Linked DNA regions of Drosophila melanogaster: region 1 is linked to region 2. A link is a contact called in public Hi-C data. All regions are on one chromosome and are shown on one strand. The core of a region is the stretch at or near the end of the contact, and the rest is flanking DNA. Distances in the headings are between cores, read along the strand shown. Region 1 holds the start of spoon (spoonbill). Region 2 holds the start of CG44774.

Region 1 (4,687 bases), core at 1,404-3,903, 480 kb after region 2:
ACAAAGTAAAGAGCTTTGAATTTGCGTTTAAATTTAAGCGAGAATTTCAAATATGAAATCAATTTTGAAGAAAAGTGTGAGATTAAAGGGCTAATTTGTCAACACCATCCACATGAACGTTGTTTTTTAAATAACGACATATGCATGTTGTTATATTTGAAAAAACCTATTTAAAGGTTTCGAATTGGTTTTGCAAGTCACGAGACCCGCCTGCATGTGCTCGTCTGCATAAGTGTGCGTGTGTGTGTGTGTGTTTGCCAGTGTGTTTGATTTTGGTTTTTTCCTTTCTGAACTTTTGCGTATTAATAGCAACAAATAAATACGTAAATATAGACAACAACACAAATGCCGAGAGAGAGAGAGACAACGAGAGAGAACGACGAAAAAGGTGCAAAGCGATTTTTGAATGCCACGCGGAAGGGAAAAACGCAACGGGAGAGAGCGAGAGAGATGGAGCGATAGATCGCATGCAAAGAGCGCGTGCGCAAGAACGCAAAAGAGCGTCGGCGAAGAACGGAAGAGAGGCGCAAGAAGAAACCGTTACGTTTACGTATGGCAATGGCAAATGTTACGAAATCATTACAAAACAAAACTAAAAGTTACGAAAACAACAGCTTTGCCAGAAATTCATCACCTATTCACAAAATAAATGTGTGTTTTTGTATTACCACTAGGATAAAACTGAATTCGTTGCTTCTTCCGGTTTCGTTTGTATTTTATGTCGTTTTATGGCATCAATTCGCTTCGGCTTATTTTTTGGAGTTTCTTCTATGCTTTTGTTTATTTTCTTTCTTTTTTTGTTGGGTTTCGATATGCCGGCGAAATTGTTCGAGAGATTCGAGATATCGACTGCTCGATATATGAAGGGAAACTACTTTGCACGCCTTCTAATTGCCAATTCCTCTGGCTTTTTATTTGTATTATTTTTTTTATTTCGGCACCGATTCTCCGCTCTTCACTCCATCCGCTCTTCCGCATCGGCATACCCCCACCAACCCGCGAAAAAAGAGAGGATGCGTGGTGGCAAGTTTTTATTTAGCGCCCCTTTCCACCCACACACACACTCATCCCACCAAGCGGAAACGAGACAGAAAGCCGGAGAGAAGAAAAGAGAGTGGCGAGCTCATTAGAACAAAGAAATCCGAAAACCGTTAATCAAAATCCATTCAAATGGATTGTAAGACGCTCCTTCGAATTTGGTCAAAATTTCCGGGGCCCGAAAAGTGCAAGTCATGCCGAACAGTAGTTTAAAGCCATGAGATCTTTAGTACTTTTAAGTTACTCACTATAGAACCGATTTACCCACTATACTCCCGCTTCCCCCCATCCACAATATCGTCACTTTGTTAGGGCCCAAAGGTCCTCCTGTTACACAGTGGTCAGATGATAAGCTCAATCGACAAGCAACTGAAACACAAACATACATTGTATGTATGTACATATGTATATGTATATGCATATGTATATGTATAAATGTACATATAGCGACAGATCAACGGTTGATGGGAGCATGCAGGGGGTGGGGGATAAGGGGCCTAGTGGGGTGCTATAAAATGGCCATGGAAGGGCAACTGGCCAGACAGCTGTGGCATTTCCTAATCGTCGAAACCGGGTGACGGGAATTTTTCAGATTACGTTTTATACCCTTTGCTTAGAGTATTAAAACTTGTTGACAAAGCTTGCCACATTTTGCCTAAAATTCTTAATAAATGGATATGCATAAGAGCAGGGAGAAGTGTAGTTTTACACGTATTCGTATCAACTCTTGAATTAAAACGACAAAATGTAAGATAAGGGCACAACAACTTCGCAATGGTCTTCTAGTTTTTGTTATTTTTTTTTTGTATTTCCTACACTGTAAGCTTGTTTATACATGAATATTGATGTGTCTGCGTGTCTCGGCATGCAAACAAACATGTTTAGGCATGTTTTTTGTGTGCCTTTCGGTTATTTGTTATTTTCTGACTTTGAACTTGCACATTGTTGTTGCTCCAAACTCGAATACCAGTGCGGCCAAAAGAAGAGGAAGCCGTCGAACGGGGAGGTGAAGCAACAGCCTAAAAATTTGAAATTCCCCCGAACAAGCGAGAATGAGCGACACAGAGAGGCAAGCCAGAAGAGAGCACCAAAACAACAACAAATCAGGTGCAACAACATTGCCAGCTAGCCGAAAAAGTCCACATTGTTATAATCTTGGCAACGTGGTTTCCGATCATATGGTGGCCAAAAATGGGCGGGGATTGTATAATCGGGGGATATACTACTTTATATGTGTATACATATGTATGTATGCATAGACGCAATGTTTTCTTTGTGGGAGTGGCAGCTCCTTTTCGCCTTTGTTCTCTTTCAGGCGTAAAAAAACCGAACATTAACGGTGAAAGCTGTAACACACACAGACGCACTTATGCTCGGCATGTGTATGCGTGCGATTGTGGGTGTGTGTGTGTGTGAGTGCTGTCATTGTGTAATCGCCGAATTGAACTCCAAATTTTTTCCATAACCACTTACTGTCACTTTGCCGGAACAACAACAACAGCGGCAAGGCAGAGTCATACACTTAACAAAAAGTTGACAAAAAAAAGGTAGTTAAAACGTTGGCTATGGTACCGGGAAAGAGGTGCGAATAGAGCTCAAGACACGGACATTGGAACAAATCCACACAGAACAGAACATGACACCATTTTCCGTCACATCTCTCTGTTTTGGCAAACACACACACGCACTTTTTTTGTACTAGGTTATGTTCCGCGTGCTGCGATTTCTTACCTTTGTGAACCGCTTGGGTAACTTATTTTGCTCACTATCTTTGGGTGCTTTCAAAGCTATCTACTGCACACGCGAGTTGTGTATTGTTTTTGCTTATTTGCTGGCGATTTACTGTCGTTTTCTCAACGCTAAAGTGCTGCACGAATTAAACACGTGTCTACGTTCCACCTTTTACAAATCACAATAACATGGCCGGCGTGCGGCAGTGTTGCCATGCATCCGCAAAACTCTGGCAATCGGAGCTGCCTGCTTAATCACCCGCACTCGCGATGGCCAAATCCTCGAATTACAAGAGCCTTTGTGCACACAAAAAAAAAATATAGAAAAAATCACTTCACAGTTTGAATCGCAGCCCAATTATTTCTAGAAAGCCGAAAAACGTGTGCACGGAGTGCTGGTTATCAAATCGAATGGCAGCACATGCACAAACAGGGCTGCCCACGCTCATCGATAGGTATCGATTGGGGCAATAGGTATTTTCTTAGGCGGCGTTGCCACCGAATGTGCACAAAAGTGTTGCAAATTTCGCGATATTTCGTTACGATATTTTGTGGAGCAATACTTTTGGGCATTTGTAATTTTCCAACGTAGTTCTTGGGAAGTTCTGATTTCATTTTGTCTTACCACAATATGCTTGTTCATGCGAATTTCAGCCTATTTTTTGTCAGTATAGCGCACTATAAATCGATAATTTCGAAATAATATTTATATAGGAGCAGATAGCGACTTCAATATCTCAAAGAAAACAATCACTAAAAATCTTCTTTTTAATTTAACACAGTGATGTGTGTAATTCCAAATGATATTTTTTTAAATTTATAAAGCGGCGCAAAATAAAAAAAAGACCAAGCTAGTTAGTAGTGAATGCATACATAGATTTTTGAAATCCCTTCAATGATTTAATTACCTCCTGTTTGAGCGAAGAACATAAGCAGTGTGGATAATTAATTAAAATAATAATAATAGCAATTATTTGCAGCATAAGTTGAATGATATAAATGAATTATTTGCACATGTTTCGAGACCCTATAGTTTCTGACAACGGTTCAAATTGACCACACGCGAGATTTGCGACGAAAATAAGCAACGGTCACACTTGGTCACGTCGTTCACGTTTTCTATTTACGCATAAACGAATAAAAAGCGCCTAAAAGTGCTATAAAACATATATGTTGTGTGCTCATGTGCTACACATATCGCAGCGAGTAAATTTAAGGTAGTAGGCAGATCTTGTTGTGCATGTGTGTGGGTAATCACAGTTCTAGTTTTGTAATTTTTTATATTTCCTACACTGTAAGCTTGTTTATACATGAATATTGATGTATGTGCGTGTCTCGGCATGCAAGCAAACATGTTTAGGATTGTTTTTTGTGTGCCTTTCGGTTATTTGTCATTTTCTGACTTTGAACTTGCACATTGTTGTTGTTCCAAACTTGAATACCATTGCGGTCAGAAGAAGAGGAAGCCATCGAACAGAGAGGTGAAGCAACAGCCTAAAAATTTGAAATTGACCACACGCGGGAGTTGCGACCCAAATAAGCAACGGTCACACTTGGTCACGTCGTTCACGTTTTCTATTTACGCATATACGAATAAAAAAAAGTGCATAAAAGTGCTGTAAAACATATATGTTGTGTGCTTACGTGCAACGCATATCGCAGCGAGTAAATTCAAGGTACTACTCAGATCCTGTTGTGCATGTGTGTGGGGGTAATCACAGTTCGTGTCTATGTGTGCGTGCGTATGGGCTTGATTGGTTGGGTGCGTGTATGAGTTCGGGGTCCTTTGGATTTTCGAGAAATCATCGCAAAAAGGGTAATACATATATGTATGTATGTTTGGGTGGTCAAACAGCGGGGGCACTCAATTTCGCTGGCTGGCAGCGGGGCGACGAACTTAACCTCAAATCCTGGGTCAC
Region 2 (4,799 bases), core at 1,205-3,704:
TGTATATTCAAATTTCTGATGAATCATTGTATATTAAATTTTTTGATGAATCATTGTATATTCAAATTTAAAGGATAGTGGAGGAGAAAAACTAAAACACGTGCGCACTCTAAGAACACAAAGGACAACTGACGAAAATGGACTAGAGGTGGAGAAACATCGATGCCACCTATTTTCAACTTGAAAAGTGAGTTTCGTTGTCTTTGCGTGTGTGTGTGTGTGTTTTATGCACCGGCTTTATGTTCTCATATTTGCACACAACAATTAACTTTATAATTTGTTTCAAATGAAGTGCAAATGTGTGTAAGTTCTACCCCTTTTCTATTATTAGCACGTTATGCCAAGAATTCATTTAAACTTACCTTAAATACACAGACATTTTTGTTGCTATTCAATTACACACAATTTATATCATTTTTTTTTTTTTTTTTTTTGCCATTCTTCAAATTTAAAGGTTAGTGGAGGAGAAAAACTAAAACACGTGCGCACGCAAGAAACCCCAAGGGCCAACTGATGAAACTGACGAAAATCGACTAGAGGTGGTGGAGACACATCGATGCCAAACATCGATATTTTCAAAAAATCACAAACATCGGTGTTTTTCGATAAATCATCGTTTAAACGTCGATGTTTCTCCACCTCTAAAACCGACGCATGTACGAAATGGTGTACAAGGAGAATGCAGTGATAACGCGAGCAGCTGAGCATTGCCGTCTCGCTCGCACGCGTGCGGTGCGTGTGTGTACGTGAGAATGCGCACAGCAAAGGCAACAGCGAAAAATTCCGGTTGTATAAAAGGGAGAAGGAAAAAAGTGTTTGTTACAACCAGGAGCGTTACAAAAGGGATATCCAATGAATGTTTTCCAAACCTATATTAGTCAGTATATTTGGCCTATATATCAGTAAACAAATAAATAGCTAAACGGTAGATTGTTGAAAATAATATCGCAATACGCCACTGTTCATAACAGAAGCAGAAGTTCGATGCCGGCAGGGAATGAATGCGAATTAAGCAATACATATGATATGCAAATATGAAGCGCAACAATTATAACACGCTCTTTTGTTGATATTCTTTGTTTGAACTGCGACTGATAAAGATAAAGCTGAAAACGTGCCGCGCAGCTGTTGCGGCTTCTCATATCTATTTATAGCGGTTTTATTGCAGCACAGCACCCACACGCTTTTGTGTCGCTCTTCTCCATCCTCCTTTGCTACTATTTTCATCTCATACGTGACTAGGCACGCATAGCATGGGAAGTGGTAGCCCTGTTGCACAGTGCTTAACAACACTAAGTTTTCTGCTCTATGTTGTTGCTGTTTCACTTGCATTCTTCTTCTTTTACGTTATCATTCGGCGAAAGTGGCCGAAAAATAAAGTGGCCCCACCATGTTTTACATTTACAGATGCACACAGGCACACACCTGTAAGGCGGTCTACGTGCCGAATTAAGGCAACATAAAAGGCCCCGGAATAAACTAGGTCGCTGCTCGTTGTTGTTATTGCAATCACAAAAAAAAAATGCACGCCGCAAATGGAATTTTAAGGGAGTGTGCTTGTGTGCGTGCAAGCGACGCCTGCCGCTTCCTCTTCTTCGACTTGCAAAACAACAACGAGCGAAATTGAGCGTGAAAACAGAGGAAACGCGAGGATAGATATTGTATAAAAACATGCGTATTTAACAGCGGCTGACCTTGTTTTCATTTGCGCCTAACAAGCTACGGAAAGTGAAAGACTTTGATTGGAATTCTCATAAGAATGTGAAACAGGTTTCGCTCTCATAACGGTATCTGCATACACATACACACACACACACACAGATGAGCCGTAATAGCCAGGCAAAAACAAGAAAAAGCCGGAAAAAGAAAGTAAAAAGGCAGAAAATGTTTAGTTTATATTTCTAGAGCGAGAAAGAGAGAGAGAGAGATATGGGGACGTAGAGAGCGACTGTTAAGTAATACATTTGCAGAGAAAGCGCGCGCAAAAGACACAAGAAAAAAAAACACATTTGCATGTATTGTGTGCTACTTATTGATGGCGTTATTTTCTGGTGTTTTTCGCACAATTGCCGCAGTTTCTGAACGCTGCTTTTGACATTGGAAGAGTTCAAGCGGCTTTTTTTTTACGAATTCGATTTAAACTCATTTTCGATCTGCGAAGGTCAACAGCAAAACAAAATGAAGCCGACTGCACGCACACCAAGGCAATATTTACACAGATACATTCACCACAGTTGTATGTTGCTTGTGTTGCTCCTTAAATATGTTACATATTTAACATATATGATATGTTGTGACAATCAAATAGTACTTGCAATCTTTACCTTGGTTGAGCCGCTCGATTTTACAACTGTTATTTATCACACTTTATTTTCAGTTTAAAATGCACTTTTTCGCTTCCTTTTCACTTTTGATTGCTACTGACATCAACTTGACGTTCTGCTAGTGACTGTATGTTAGCTCCTAACAGCTTCGGCAATTTATCGATTAGTGCTGTTAACGCTACAGCTACCTAACAGAATTAAAGAAATATATTAAATTTAACAAAAATACTGAATACAGCTAGCTGGTCATACTCCTGTTTTACATTTTATTTAATTTACGAATACGTTTAATTTAAATTTTGTTGATATATAATTTAATAAATTTTTTGGTCTCAAAACGTCTTAGCTAACCCCACACAAAACCACTTCGAGATTATTCTGAGGTTCTACGAAAAAAAACTTGTTATATATACAGAGATATATGTATTTTAAAACCAAATAAAAATGAACCTGTATATAATAATACCATAAGATAGCTACTTACTCTACGAGCTGTGAGCCTTGAGTGCCGGTGCTCATATAACTTTCTTAAGCTTGCTTGATATAATTTTCATATTGCATATCTAAAAAAAAATAAAAAAATAATTATAAAATTTTTGTAAAAAGTTCAGTAAAAACAGTTTAATTCACTTATTACCTGGTATTTCCTTCTCTGCAAATATAAACGAATTTTAGATATTTTCAAATTTGTTTGAGTTGGTGTGTTCTGTTTATTATGAAAACATGGATACATTTTTAACAAGTGCTCAAAATATTATTTTATTTACTAAATATATCAATATATAAAATAAATTGTATTTTCTATTAGAAGACTAGTAATAAAAATGACAAAGTTATAATAATACCATTGGAAATAATTACCAAATTGCAATTTTTGAAATTGCAAAGTGTGACTGCACGAATACTTGTTGAATATCAACTGCATGAATTAAATTTCGCTTTCCGAATCAACGAAACATCAAATTTGGTCAAACATGAGCAAAACATGTCATATAATATTAACAATATATTCTTTAAGAAATTTAACAATTTTAAATAAATTATGAGTGACCCTGTGTTGTGTAAAATATGTGGTATTTATTCAGTATTTTTGGGTTTTTTTTTCTGTTTTTCGGCAGCACTGCGCGGCGGTCACGCCTTTGTATTGTATTTATATTCATTCGTTAAGCGACGGTCGTCCAAAAAGGCAGAAAATGTGGAAATTCATTGATGAACAGTGGTGAAAAGTGCGTGCAGTCATTCGCTTCAATTTGTCGTGGCCGATTCCTTTTCGCAACCAATTTTTCTTATTTTTTTTCTTGTCAGTAACAAGTTGTCGGTCAATAAAAGTGTCAGTTTATTTTCTGCATAATAACGGTTACTAAAGCCTAAATTTTTTGTTTGTGACTTCTTTTTTTTTAAACAAATGCGCCGACGCGCCAGAAGTTTATATTCTGTTTTTATGTTTTCCGCTTAAAACGAAACGTGACTAGTTTGTTTTAAATTGGTGTGCAACGAAAACAAGAAGAAGCGGATGAAGAGGGTGGAGAGGAGAGGAAGCAGAAGAAAAAGAGCAACAGTCAAGTGAATTAGTTTTTTTTTCGTCCATGCCGTCGCTGCCAACGTCGACGCCGTTGCGCCGCCGCATTTAGTCATTGCATCAGTGTGTCCGAGTGTGTGTGTGGCAGAGAGAGCGAGTGGGAGAGCAAGGGTGGAGTAAAAGTAAATGCGTGCAATTAGCATTTAATGCAATCACCATTAACCGCCTACTATTGTAATTTATATTACCCTAGTACCTGTAATTTACACATACACCTACACACACACCTGCTCAGCTAGTGGTAGTGCAAATATGAAGTGCAAAAAGCGGCGGCAACAACAATTGTCTGTTAATTGCTGGATATTTCGTAATGCAGCAACAATAACAACGGTAGCAAACTGTAATGCCACAGTGAAGACTCGCTAATCGAAACTTTGTCGGGCATATTAACCAAATTCGTTATATGTTTGCATTGAATTTACATTTCATATATTAACTTCTAAATCTCGTTAGATTTACATGCTCGCGTGTTCAATAGCAGGGAGGGCCCACTGTACTTGTAGTGAAGCGCCGTTACAGCCACAAATGCGTGTGAGTGTGATTATGTATGCATGTGTGTCTGCATCAAATCACACACTTGCAGCGCTCATGCACACGCACTTGTACTTGTGCGTGGCTCACATTTCCATAGCCAGCCGCTTCCCCCTCCACGATCAGTGTTGCTCTTCACCTGCAGCTTTCGCTTCTGCTTCTTCTTCTCCCGCACGCATGTGCCGTTACAAATTCGCTTGGACATAAATCATTTTTCGTGCATTAGCCGGCGATTGTTAATGGAAATCGTATTAGAAAACAACAATTACAATGGGCCCACATCTGCCGCTCTCGCTCTCGATCGCGCTCATCATTGCTCTCCCGTTTCCCGTTACAGAGAGTGCAATACAAGTGCAATATTAATT

What was found. Hi-C and Micro-C count contacts between places; a contact is called where the count stands out from the background.
Region 1: a Hi-C map of the Kc167 cell line shows a contact between it and region 2, with 2.3 times the contacts expected there. The contact joins the promoter of spoon here to the promoter of CG44774 in region 2. A contact is called at or near these places in 3 of 107 Hi-C or Micro-C datasets (the Kc167 cell line, the OSC cell line and the Sg4 cell line) and 1 of 6 datasets of contacts at active chromatin or transcription factors (the Kc167 cell line).

The regions. Positions count from the first base shown.
Region 1 is chrX:5,417,683-5,422,369 of dm6, forward strand. spoon (spoonbill) reads right to left here and starts at 2,654. Exons shown (of 5, transcript NM_167034.2): 1 at 2,512-2,654. The coding sequence starts at 2,556. It overlaps Usp16-45 (Ubiquitin specific protease 16/45), which reads left to right and starts at 3,851. Exons shown (of 5, transcript NM_167037.2): 1 at 3,851-3,985.
Region 2 is chrX:4,935,651-4,940,449 of dm6, forward strand. CG44774 reads right to left here and starts at 2,455. Exons shown (of 4, transcript NM_001103410.3): 1 at 2,325-2,455. Ptp4E (Protein tyrosine phosphatase 4E) reads left to right here and starts at 3,478. Exons shown (of 12, transcript NM_080337.3): 1 at 3,478-3,550; 2 at 4,772-4,799.